Linked DNA regions of Mus musculus: region 2 is linked to region 1. A link is a contact called in public HiChIP or PLAC-seq data. All regions are on one chromosome and are shown on one strand. The core of a region is the stretch at or near the end of the contact, and the rest is flanking DNA. Distances in the headings are between cores, read along the strand shown. Region 1 overlaps Ppm1l (protein phosphatase 1 (formerly 2C)-like). Region 2 has its middle 44 kb from the start of Arl14.

Evidence for each region. HiChIP or PLAC-seq counts read pairs in DNA pulled down with a chosen protein or histone mark.
Region 2: a BATF HiChIP or PLAC-seq map of CD8 T cells shows a contact between it and region 1, with 5 read pairs. The contact joins two enhancer-like sites. A contact is called at or near these places in 1 of 15 datasets of contacts at CTCF or cohesin (the NIH/3T3 cell line) and 1 of 115 datasets of contacts at active chromatin or transcription factors (CD8 T cells).

Annotation. Positions count from the first base shown.
Region 1 is chr3:69,439,124-69,442,613 of GRCm38.p6, forward strand. All of the region lies in intron 1 of Ppm1l (protein phosphatase 1 (formerly 2C)-like), which reads left to right. Among named protein-coding and RNA genes, the nearest start is that of Gm52607, 21 kb to the right of the region's middle. Within about 2 kb of position 1,263, at least 62 of the 459 cell types and tissues checked have an H3K27ac peak or open chromatin away from gene starts, as enhancers often do. A contact at or near this core is called in CD8 T cells, where this site is marked.
Region 2 is chr3:69,176,321-69,179,935 of GRCm38.p6, forward strand. No RefSeq gene overlaps it. Among named protein-coding and RNA genes, the nearest start is that of Arl14, 44 kb to the right of the region's middle. Within about 2 kb of position 1,286, at least 72 of the 459 cell types and tissues checked have an H3K27ac peak or open chromatin away from gene starts, as enhancers often do. A contact at or near this core is called in CD8 T cells, where this site is marked.

The DNA.
Region 1 (3,490 bases), core at 13-2,512:
TCTGTTTCATTCATCAAAACTTTGTGATCTTTAGCCTTCAGATTTATACTATGTCCTCAGCAGGGTTCAGGGATGGAGGGAAAGGAGGGGAAATGTTCAAACAGAAACTAAATATAGGGATCCTATATTAATCATGGTGTGAAGCACATTCTACTTTTTTGTGACTTCCTCATTGAATGTCAGACGCCGTGTGGGTTGCTGCACTTAATCACCGTGCGCTGGCACAGAGTAGGCTGCTGCCAGCTGTAATCCTAGTAATGGTAGATCTTAGAGCATTTGGCTTGGCAATTTATTTAAATGCATGCTTAAGACTTTAGGTTTACTTTATTGAATTATAATTTACATACAATAAAGGGCAAGCATTTGACAAGTTACGTGAGTTTTGGTATATACATTTATGCACTGCCATAAGCAAGCTACCAAAAGGGATAGAAGAGGATTGACGGGGAAAGAAATGCTGGCAATAAACGCGGGTTTGTTTTTTTCATGGCTTTGAAGTCAGTTACTGTATGTGTTGTACTGTGAAATGCTACTGTTAAAGCTCCTTGCTACAAGATACTCTCCTAGTGAATTATGTGAAATTCATGAAGGATAGTTGTATTTCATGATATGTAACAAGAAATGTTAATGTCCTATGTCTTTTAAAATATGAAACATATACACTCAGAACTCCATGCACCACAGTATAGGGTTGTGCTAAATGATCTCACGTGTCCTGAATAAAGCTGCCAGTATCCATCTAACTTTTTCAAGTTTCCTTTCCTTTCCCATTAAAAAACCTTTGTTTGAGACCGGCTTTTATGTATCCCAAGCCGGACTTGAACTCACTCTACAGACAAGGATGGCCAGGAATTATGATCTTCTTGCTTCCAACCCCTGAGTGCTAAGAGTACTGATGTCTGCCACCCTGGCTAGCTATTAACATGGTGGGGATTGAACCCAGAGTTCTGTACATATTAGGCAAACACTCTGTCAACTGAGTTACATCTCCACTCTCATAAGTTTTAAAAGATAAAAATAATGGCCCCCAAATTCAGTTACTTGTGGTGTTGCTATTGCTGTTGTTCCCCCAGAGTATGATTGGAGGAATGGTGGCCCATCAGGAGAACATCACTTTAATGTTTCCCACCTCCAACTGGCAGTGTGCTGTGTTCCTGTTTTGCTAAAGGAACTGCTAACTTGCTGTCTAAGGAAGGGTTCAGGGATATAGAGGATAAGGGGAGGAACTAGCCTGAGCCTAGAGTTACTCAGAGCTGGCGTGAGTCCCCACGTTGCCACTTGCTATCATTTGACAAGTTGTTCCACTTTCTAAAGCCTCAATTTATTCATCTAAATAGAGGGATGACACAATTCCGATCCATCAAGAATTTACCATCCAAATGCGGGATGAAATTGGAAGAAAATGACTGTTGTCTAAAGAGAAATTCAAAGTGATGGGGCGTTTTAAAAAAGAGAGGGAGAAACCAGGCAGTTGCAGACAATTAAAGGGCTTCATAGCAAAGCTATGTTCAGTAGTGGGGAGCTCTGTATGATTAATTAGACTTTACAATTGAAACCTTCTCAGTGGGCTACAGCTTTAAGTAGAACAAGCAGTAGATGCCACACTTGCTGACCTGACAGCATAACGCAGTGGTCTACAAATGTAGTGGGCAGAAACTCATGGCTCTCCTGGGACCTGGGGTGCAGGGATTTGTAGCTGCTGAAACCTACTACAAAGGACAGAGGATTGGAAAGCAATGACACTGAAGAAATGACAAGGGGCCTCATTTCTCCATAGACAGTAGAGATTAGCCAGATGTTTGAGCTCTGCCCCTGTGGTTCGAGGAACCCCGCGGAGCTGATGATGCTAACGTTGTTCATAGTGACTCTTCAGTGACTAATGCGCTTACTAACCACTGTGAAGCCACTTCCTAGTAAACAGGGGTTGAGTAGGTGAGCTTTAGCTGAATGGTCTCTAAAAGCTGATCACTGCAGCAGAGCACTAGTGCCAGGGATTTAATCCAGCCCAGAGCCTCCATACCATGGAACAGGGCCATTTTCATGCTGTTTTAGGGTTTCCTGAAGTACTAGGGAAAGAAAGTGTGACAGATAAGATCTTGTATACCATTAAACCAAGTGACAACCCGGTATCGTTATTAAAAACTTTCCAGAAGTTTATTGAGCTAAGAAGTAGTGTTAAGTCTCAGAGAAGCAATTCAGTGTGTGGTAGTTCTGATTTCTGGACCTCAGCTTCCAGAGCATGACTTGACACCTCCCAAAAAGACACTCTCTTTCCATGAGCAAGGTACTGGTGGTCTGTTCCTCTCAGTCACCTTTACCTTATCCTTTTGAATCAACCTGTAGATGGGTGGGGATGGCAGGTCTGGGGGAGGATAGGAGTAGTGTAGGCCCCTTGGCAATTCTGGTGGGCTTCAGGATGCCCAGAAACCCTTCTCAGCCCTTCTCCAGCCTCTTCTTTCCTGTCCCACCTCCTTTACCGGCCTGACCTAAGGTATTAGAAATCCTTCTTTATCACTTGTATGAACAGTTAATTAAGGTCTACTCTCCTATTCCCTACTGGCTAAATTTTTGTTAATAAAAGATTTTATAAAAAGCCATGAAGAAAAACATACATATAAACGTGTTAGCAAAGTGTAAGTAGGCTATGGATTTTGTAGACTGATAGTGTTAGTGTTAGGAATGATCTTCGCTGTGGCTAATAGTATATCTGTCCCACTGTGTATGTGTGTTTCTCAGACTCAACCCTTAAGAGGCCAGAGGCAAGATAAAAGTCACATTTTTACACACTGTCTTCTCTAAGAGTGAAGAAGGTTGCAATTAGTCATTGGATTCCTTGCAGTTCATTGAAAAGGGTACAAATCATTATTGTTTTAGACATAACTCTTTTTTTTTTCTTTTTTCATTTTTGGTTTGTCAAGACAGGGTTTGTCTGTAGGCCTGGCTGTCCTGGAACTGGCTCTGTAGACCAGGCTGGCCTTGAACTCAGGGATCCTCCTGTCTCTGCCTCCTAAGTGCTGGGATTAAAGATGTGCAGTACCACACCTGGCTTAGAGATAACTGTTTTTCTTTTAAAAGTCTAAATGTCTGAGTTTTGCTTTTCTAGTTTTCAGATAGAATGATAGAGCTGTAGCTCATGTGTCTCTGTTATATGTATGCCTTTATATTGTTGCCATAAAATGAGTTCTTATCTGATCATTGCATGTTAAATGTAGCATCATAGCATCATAGATGGCTCTCTGTAACTCAGAAGCAAACATCCTAATTTCCTGACCAAGATCCTCAGAGTATTCTGAGCTTGCCTTCCTCTCATCAAGATCCATGTGCTTCCTATTTGAAATAACATCTTCCCTTCCTTTTGTGATGGACAAATATTTTATCTCTATAGAAGACCGAGTCAGCATAGGAAAGTGCCTGTAGGAATATGTATAGGCTGAGATACTTATTTTTTACTTATTTGTTTGTTTGTTTATTTATTTATTATATATAAGTA
Region 2 (3,615 bases), core at 36-2,535, 260 kb before region 1:
TGCAGAAGCCAGAAAAGAGTGTTGGTTATCCTGGAGCTAGATGTACAGGGAGTCACGAGCCATGCATGGTGGGTGCTGGGAACCAAACACTGGCGCAAGGGCCCTGACAGCTGAGCCATCTCTCTCTTCAGCCCCCTTTCTCTGTCAATGTCTTCCGTTTACTCCCCAACATTAATATGTGTGAGACAATTGTGAACAATGCATGGCAGAATGTAGTTGAAAAATTGTATTTTAGGAGTTCAAAGAAAGGCAATTAAGAAAGGCTCTTGGTGGAACCGAAACGTGAGCTTAACCTTGACAGAGGCTGGTATTTGGCCGGCCTAGCCAAGTCAACATCATGGACAAGGCCCAGGAAGCATGCCAGAGGAGACACAGACTTGAAAGAACGGTGTGATACAGGTCATAAGGGAAGACTCAAATACACAATTCATTTATTTAGTAAGACACGGCAGGGTATTGATGGTTTTATAATGATTGAAGGTTTTAACTGTGGAGGCCACCTAGTATGCATCACTGGAAATTCCAACCTGAACAATCTGTGGCTAGGCTCCTCCTTCGCAGCCTGAAATGTGTCTCATTCACACCCTAAGTCACATTTAGGGGTTCTTACCTCAGTGTGCCTGTGGAAGTTTGGTCTCATAACGTTCTGCTCACTTGCTTAAATTTTCAAACGTAGAGACACTTCCACCACTCACAGCAGTAACTCTAGTTTTCCAGCTAATCTTTAGATTTTAAAAATGACATTTAGAAATGTGGGTGCTGGGGTACGGTGCACAGGTGGAGGCCGGAAGATAGCCTGCAGGGTCTGTTCTCTCCTTACACCAGGCGGGTCTCGGGGCCTTCCTGAGGTCCTCAGGTTCTCGTCCTCGCTCCATGCCCTCTCATTCTTTCCTCCGTACCTTCTCCATATTGGATCACCTAAACCTAAACTAGATTTACAGGTCCCCCCATCCCCCAATCCACTTAGTTTTCTTTTGCTTGCTGTTCAAACTCACCAGAACACTCAGTGACAGATGGCTTTCCTCCCAGCAGTCCTTCCTCACGGTTCGGCTCACACGTGACTCATAGATCGTCTCAGAATTATGAGAAAGGTGCATTCCTTATCTGAAGAAGGGGACAGTAACGCTGTCCTCTATGTTCTGTGTGTAACCCATGTGCCTCAGCGTGTGCCTCAGTCTTCGCCAGAGAAACACAGAGGCCAGGTTCGACCTCTTTACAGGGATCTGTGGCAGAGTGTGCACTCCTGGGTGCCTGTCATGCCACCATGTGGTTCCCACCATCGTGACATGCCCTTGTCTCTCGGTTCGCCTTCCTTCTTGGCCACAAAGCAGATGTGTTTGTGCTCTGTGGTTTATGGGTGTTTTGTTCTTTAGTATTGTTCATCTCCCAGAACAAAGCTCGAGCCCAGAGGCTGATCTCAACAGATCACAGGAACACCCATCCAGCTGCCATAACCCTCTCTTTGATCTCTTCCTGGTGCCACAAATCAAGCAACTGACTCACGGGGGAACAAACAGAATCTTGCATTATACTGCATTATTTATCTTGATGATTAGCTTATTTTTAATACTTTGGACATTTTCAGACACGCATGTAATACATTTTTATATTTGCCTTTTGTCCTCCTGCTCCCATGGATTCTCTTCTTCTTTCTGCATTGTGTGTGTGTGTGAGTGTGTGCATGAGTGTGTGTGAGTGCATGCATTCATGAATGTATGTATATGAGTGTGCAAGCATGCATGCATTCATCAGTGTGTGTGCATGAGTGTGTGAGTGTATGCATTCATAATGTATGTGCATGAGTGTGCATGAGTGCATGCATTCATCAGTGTGTTCTTTTCTTAATGAGTTTGATTACTGTTGCCTACTTGAGCATGGGTGAGGGGTCATTTTGAAAGCCTGGGTAACTTTCCTGAATGAAATATTTTCCACTCCCTGGCTCTAGTTGATTTTGTAAACTTTGGGCAGATTTAACAGTTTCTACAAGTTTTTCAGAAATTTGGAAAGGACGGCAGGAACCTTTCCCTAGTCCTTTTGTTTCTCACCTTCCCACAGTGGCCTAATGCGTTCGGGACTGTGGTTTCCGGGGTCTTTATTCCAACACATGAGTCGTCAGCATTTAAATGCCACCAAAATACCAAAGCATTCAGAACACACCAGTGACGTTCTCTCCATTCATTGAAAATGCCTTTGATCACATGCTCGGTGCCAAACAATGCTGTAAGCACCAGGATTACAGCAGTGAACAAGGCAGCCCGAAGCTCAAGCGTTCTGTATGCGCTCACAGATGAGAAAGCAAATCAGCAAACATACAATTTCAGAGACTGATAAGTGCTATTGTATTAATTAGGGTTCCCCAGGGGAGCAGAATGAATAGAAAGGATATGTGTATAATTACAGAAGGAGGTTTATTGTATTCGCTTGTATGATCAGAGGCAGAGTGATCCCTCAGTGGGCATCTGCAGGCAGGAGAGTTGCTCATCTCAACAAGCTGGGGGCCTCAGAAGAAACACCACCAGTGCTACAGTCTCGAGTTAAAGCAGCTGAGTTTGTGGCAGAGCATCAGCTGATCCATCGCTCAGGAAGGACACAGCTTGCATATGCTAGCTAGCTCTGTCCTTCCTCAACTCCCGTCCCATCAGCCTTCAGCCTATTGGATGATACCACCCACACGGATGCTGGGTCTTCCATCCCCTGAAGTATGGTACCCACGCCAACTGTCTCTGAAGACACAGTCTCTCTCCCAGGGTGTGCTTTACTAAATTCCTGGGCATCTTTCCATCCAATCAAACTGACAATCAAGACGAACCATAACAGCTCTATGGAAAGAAATACAGGTAGAATGAAAGACAGTGCTGGGAGCTTTTAGAGAAACCTCTTAGAAGTGGATGTGAAGGAAGGGAGCCATAAGAAGCCTGGGGTAGCTAGTGCTTCAGGCAGGAGCAGGAATATTAAATGTGAAGAGGTGAGTTGAAAGTGAAAGCCAGAAGAGGAAGATATGAGCTTTCAATAGGGGTCATTTATACAGGACTGTTAGAAGAGTGTACTCCTCATGCGACAGGAAGCCACTAAAAAGCCTAATCTGCAGAAACTATAATCCAGTATAAAATATTGTAGTGATTTGAATATGTTTGGCCCATGGGAAGTGGCACTATGAGGATGTGTGGCCTTGTTGGAGTAGGTGTGTTACCGTGTGTGTGGGCTTTGAGGTCCTGTGTTCAAGCTCTGTCCAGGCCAGGGGAAATTCTCCTCCTGGCTGCCTGGGGAAGAGAGTCCTCTCCTGCTTGCCTTTGGATCAAGATATAGAACCCTCAGCTCCTCTAGCACCATGTCCACCTGCAGGATGCCTTGCTTCCTGCCATGATGATAATGGATAAACCCTCTGAAGCTGTAAGCCAGCCCCAATCAAATGTTCCTTATATGAGTTGCCTTGGTCATGGTGTCTCTTCACAGCAATGAAACCCTAACTAGCCCTAACAAACTAGAGTATGTGTGTGAGTGTGTTCTTATTGTATATGTGAAGGCATGTGAGAAGGTCAGAAGCCGAGGTCAGGTGTCTTCCTCCATTGCTTCCTTCCTTATTTTTCTGATTTTCTCACTGAGCTTGAAGTTCAC